Linked DNA regions of Callithrix jacchus: region 1 is linked to region 2. The links are chromatin contacts, called in public Hi-C maps. All regions are on one chromosome and are shown on one strand. The core of a region is the stretch at or near the end of the contact, and the rest is flanking DNA. Distances in the headings are between cores, read along the strand shown.

Region 1 (2,700 bases), core at 74-2,573, 870 kb after region 2:
ATTCCTACCTCAAATATCTACCTGTGCTGTCATTAAAGACACTGAAAAAACCATATTATTTTACAGGTAACAACAAAAGTCAGAAGTTGTTCTTTTTAATATTTTCAATAATGTCTTTCCACTCAGAGCAATACTATTCACAACATATAACTTTGGTTCTATTCAATATCATTTGTTAGGCTTGAACGACTCCTTCAGGTCACTGTAATATCAAATTACTATCAATAGCTACCAATTAGAATTTTCATTGTTTACATACCCTATCCATGTTATTTTATGTATTAATTATAAAAAAGCAATTCTATTCTTATTTTTTTAGCAGTTAAATAAGTTATAGAATTTTAATTAAACCCAGGTTTGTTCCAAAGTTTTTGCTCTTTACGATCAAAACATCTTTATGGCTAATTTAGGTACAAGAAATAAAAGTTTTTATCTGAACATGAGCTGTACATTAAATTATTTTCCATGTTATTTCTGAATAGATACACCTATCTGTGCACCCTTAAAAAAAAAATCTGATTGACAATTTAGTAGAGCACATTGGCTTCTGCAACAATGTCAAAAAGCAGGGCCACTAACACATGTGCTTCACTGCTGCAGGCATCTTAAGGGCTGAATAGGCAAAAACACAGGCCTCTTCCCTCCTTTTCGGCTCTAAGGAGGCGAAAAGCCCAATTCTTGTGGAGAAATTAATGATCGACAAAAAAAATGGTCAGAATTTCCCAAACCAGTTTGGGGAAACGGGAAAAATAGCACGGAAGAAAAGTTTGAGGAAAAATACAAAACAAGGTGAACTATAAGAGGCAAACGGACGAGTGCGAGAAAGCACTATTTTCCGTGAACAAGAATAAAGTTCTGCAGGGAAAAGTCACGTGGGGGAGATTCAACACCAAGCTGGCCTGACGGAGAGATTTCCTATCGCTGAAAGCTGGCCGGGGCGGGGGTGGGGTGTGGGGGCAAAAAGGTAGGCCATCTCGCACTCTAAAGAGAGGCCACCTTGGAGAGGTAATGTCGGGGAAACGCTGGAGACATATCTAGAACAAAGACTCCGGGAAAGACCTCTCTCATGAGGAGACTGGGATCCTTCTTCCCGCCCGGGAACTGGCGGTTCGCCGCCTCAACCCTTCCTTAAGGCACGGGAAATCATAGAAAAGGAAAATGCCGAACGGAACTGGGAAAGCCTCCACTAATAAACTTCGCCCCAATTCAGGACCCTTCTTGAACTCACTTTTTGTCAGGGCAAATCCAGTCCCCGTCACTGACTCGGAAATTCTTGGTCGACATCTTGAACGCCACCAGCACAGCCACCCGCAGCTATGTCTTCACGGCAGAAAGCGGGCCGGGGACTTTCGGCAACTCGGGGCTGTCCCAACACCGCCTGACTCCCGCCTACTACGGCGTTAGGGTTTGACAATGAGGGCATTGGTCAGGAATTCAGCTTGAACATTGTCGTCCATACTAAGAGGCCTGCGCTATTGTTTCTTAGATGAAAAAGTTAAAATACAGATACCCTTTCTAGCACTAAACTAACAGGCGCCACAAGGACAACCCAGGCAGGAGGCCTTCGTGGCACTGGAAGCCTCGGAGAGCCCCCTACAGGTGGGAGGACCTTAAAGTAAAGTACTTCCGCTTCCATAGGCGGAGCTGGAAAGGTAGAGGCGGAAGTGACTGATCAATTCACGGGGTGTGAGGTTTGTTTGTCTCTTCAAGTTTTTAGAGAAATTATTTTACTAAGGCACAAGAATTCTGTTATTTCATACACATAGGATATCATTTAGAGACCCTTTTTTTAAAAAATACATAAATAGGTGTAACAGATAAGTAAGCAACTTATACGTGGGAACCACCTGGTAATTTAAAAACTGAGATATTGCCAACATTGTTTAAATTACCAGTGTCTTTCCTGATTCCATCCCATTACTTTCTTCCAGAGATAATACTCTCCCATATTTGGGATTTATTTTCTTGCTTTTTAAAAATTTAATTTATGTACATTGTTAGTCCAAATTGCACCATTTTTGTAATCCCCCCTTGCCATTTTACAGGCCTTAGTCAAAGTGAAACATTCCACGAGGTTCGGGCGTTGAGAAACAGCCTGCCTCTTATTATATTCTGCTGGGAGAAAGTGCAGAGAACACCACATTCCACCAGAGCAAGGGCCAGAACCGCCTCATCCTGGGAACACTTATCAACATTTTCCCATGCAGCAGGCCATGGGCCCCCAGACCACACCAACTTAGGCCTGTAAATCACCCCAGCCTGTAAGTAGCAGTGGGCACTGTCATTAAGCTGGTCTCCCATCTCTGTAGGCCGTATGTTGGTTTTAAAGCCTGCGTTAAGCCACCCTCTCTTTCTTTAACACTGGCCTTCCTTTCAAAACCTAACACACATGTAAGTTTAATTTGATGAGCTGTATCAGGATAGTTGGTTATGTGCTCTTTTTTGTTCATGCAGCATTATGCTTCTAAATTAATCCTAGGTAATGGCATGTAGAAGTGTATAGGTGTAGTTCTGTTATTTTCATTGATGTATACTGGTAATATTCCTTGTGACAGTTTATTCCTTCTGTTTACCAGACTTGGTTTTACAAACAACCCTAGTATGAGCATTCTTATGCATAGATTATGGTATATAAATGCAAGATATTTTTTTAGAACACAGCATGTAAGTCATGCTTCACTTAATGATAGGGATATGTTC
Region 2 (2,700 bases), core at 42-2,541:
CTGACCTCACGGAATTAACTTTTTCGTTGGAGGGTAGAAAAGACAAAAAACATAAATGATATAAATTCTGATAGTAATAAATGCTATTAAAAATTAAACAGGCAAGAGAACAGAGTGTTAGTAACGATACCTAAGTATGCAAGTTTAGAGAAAAATGTTCCAGGTTTTGGGGAAGCCAGGTATATATATATATGCACAACTGTAGTTTGAAAATGCTATGTTCCCATTGGTCGAAAACTCTTTTTGGCAGAGTAGGGATTCTTTTTCATATGTCCTTTTATTCATCCAGCAAGTATTTGTTTGCCTAATCTACTTTATAATTGTCACAATAAGAAAGCAATCATTGGAAGAAAAATGGAAGATTTTAATCAGTCTTATAACCTAAATACAAATGAAGAAAAACATTACAGGAAGAAGGCTCTATTTCTCTATCTCTCCATTTCCCTCCCTCTCTCTCTTACACACACACACACACACACACACACACAGACACGACAATCAGAAGAGCATCCGGCCATTTATTCAGGGTAACCAGATTTGTGTTTGTTGGTCTTTACCAGGTTTCTCAGGATGTCCCCACATTCAAACACTTTGTGTGGCATCTATCCTGATCTTCACCTTAGAAAATATGCTCATTGTTCCTTGTAATTAGGACTCTGCACAGTTGCATTCAGAAGGGCGTCTCGGCAGGGAACAGTGCAGGTTCACAAAGGAGCAGATAAAATATAGAATTTTAGCTTTGGTAAGTGCCCTTGAAGATCAAAATAAGAGGAGTAAAATAAGGGCCAAAGAAATAAAAGATTTGCCTGTGATCTGATAGCTAGTTTCGTCACATATTATGTTGTTCATCCCACAAGAATGTGGGAATCCCAAAAAGCGCCCGGTTTAAATTTAGACCGTATTTTTAGCAATCAACAGAGATTGCTGGAACCTGGGAAGGAATTGAACTAGGCTGACCAAGCCGGTCGAAATGAGCAAAGGGATTAGATCAGAGCACAGAAATTCTGGCTAGCAGTCTGAGAAAGGGGGACAAAGCCAGCCCAGAGAAAAGAGAAGCCGCCTGGGCCAAAGGCTTTCTTACAGTAGACACAATAGTGTCGTACTTCTGGGTCTTACCTTCACTGAGGTTTCTACCCGACAGGTTTAACTGGCCGCTCTTCCTCGCTGCCTTTAACAGCCCTTGGGGTACCGAGGTACCGCAGTCTCTTCCACCTGCTTTGAAACCAGCGCGGGGATCCAGCCCCGCCACCCGCTTCAGGCGCGACATGTTCAAAGTCCCAGGTCCAGAAACTGCAGCCCCGCCCATGACGCTTAAAGGTGGCGCCGCTGGGATGCCCCGCCCCTTTCGTGAGCGCGCGCACTGTGCGCTGGGATCGCGGCCTCGCGCTGGGCCTTCACTCTCTGCGGCGCAGCCCAGATGTCGTCAGCACCAGCCCCTGGGCTGCAGGACAGAGAAGCCTTTTCCGTTGCCGGTGCCGGCCTACCTTCCTAGAATTACTTCGCTCAAGTAAGTGCGTTTAACGGGCTTAAGAGGGGCATTCGGGTTTATTGCTTTCACTGTTACTGCGACTCCAACGTTCTCCTCATTGCTTCCACCGTGGCGAGGGTATCGGGAAAGATAACCTCTCTTCTCCCCTCTCCTAGTCTGAACGTGGGCCTTGACTAAAACTTGAGGTCTGGGCGCGGTCGACAGCCTTTCTGGACCCCAGCCTGTGTTTGTCGCTTATGGTGGTGGCGCCAGACCTCCGGCGTACGGAGCAAAACATTTTCTGTTCTTAGGGCCTATACTAGGACACCATTCTCGTTGTATTGAGGGTATAGTCCAGCAAAGGAGGTAATGTGAAATGGAAGCATTGGCAACATAGAAGACAAAAAACGTTAAAATGTAACAAATGTTCTGTGTACCGCACAGTTTAGGGAGACAAATAGTGGTACAAGCTTTAGTGACTCTCAGACAGCTTGGATTTTGGAGCCCTGAAAAGCAAGTTCAAATCTTAGCTGTTTCTATACTTTACAAACTATGTTAACTTTAGGCAGTTTACTCAACCGCTTATAAACCTCATTGCATGTTTTCATTACTTTAGGGATAATTCCTACCGCATACGGTTTTTGAAATAATCAAGTGAAAATAAAAACTTGAATCTTGAGCTCTTGGTAAGTTCAGAATAATAGCAAATGAAAATTTTGTTCAATAAGTCGGTGTTTCCTAGGAAATTAAAATTTTCATCTGAAATGTACAGCTTACTGATTCATTCAACAAGTAATTATTAAGATTAATCCTGCCTAGTATGTACTATCCTGGGTGCAATAAGTCGGTGTTTCCTAGGAAATTAAAGTTTTCATCTGAAATGTACAGCTTACTGATTCATTCAACAAGTAATTATTAAGATTAATCCTGCCTAGTATGTACTATCCTGGGTGCTAGACTTTTCTTTTGCCTGAAGAGGTTTTGTTTTAAAATAATATGCCGGTGAATACCCTTCTAACCCCCATCAGGTCTACTGAGGATTGGTAGAATAGTTGGATGAGGGCCCTTTGACAAATCACGCACTTTTACCTGAGTCCAGGTTATTCCTACCTGTAAAATTCGGTTTTTAACTCTACCCCCTTTTTTTCCTTAGTTCTGTAGAGACGTTTACACTAATATCGAACAAGAGAAAGTTACCAGTAGCTGTTACCCTACTAAGAAAGGAAAAGAGT

Evidence for each region. Hi-C and Micro-C count contacts between places; a contact is called where the count stands out from the background.
Region 1: a Hi-C map of skeletal muscle shows a contact between it and region 2, with 9 times the contacts expected there. The contact joins the promoter of ZRANB2 here to the promoter of LRRC40 in region 2. A contact is called at or near these places in 2 of 3 Hi-C or Micro-C datasets (both in skeletal muscle).

Annotation. Positions count from the first base shown.
Region 1 is chr7:108,347,616-108,350,315 of calJac240_pri, forward strand. It overlaps ZRANB2 (zinc finger RANBP2-type containing 2), which reads right to left and starts at 1,324. Exons shown (of 11, transcript XM_003733469.6): 1 at 1,229-1,324. The coding sequence starts at 1,284. It overlaps LOC103794506 (a long non-coding RNA gene), which reads left to right and starts at 1,637. Exons shown (of 6, transcript XR_013520178.1): 1 at 1,637-1,691.
Region 2 is chr7:107,480,703-107,483,402 of calJac240_pri, forward strand. It overlaps LRRC40 (leucine rich repeat containing 40), which reads right to left and starts at 1,292. Exons shown (of 13, transcript XM_078332228.1): 1 at 1,117-1,292. SRSF11 (serine and arginine rich splicing factor 11) reads left to right here and starts at 1,416. Exons shown (of 14, transcript XM_078332231.1): 1 at 1,416-1,507.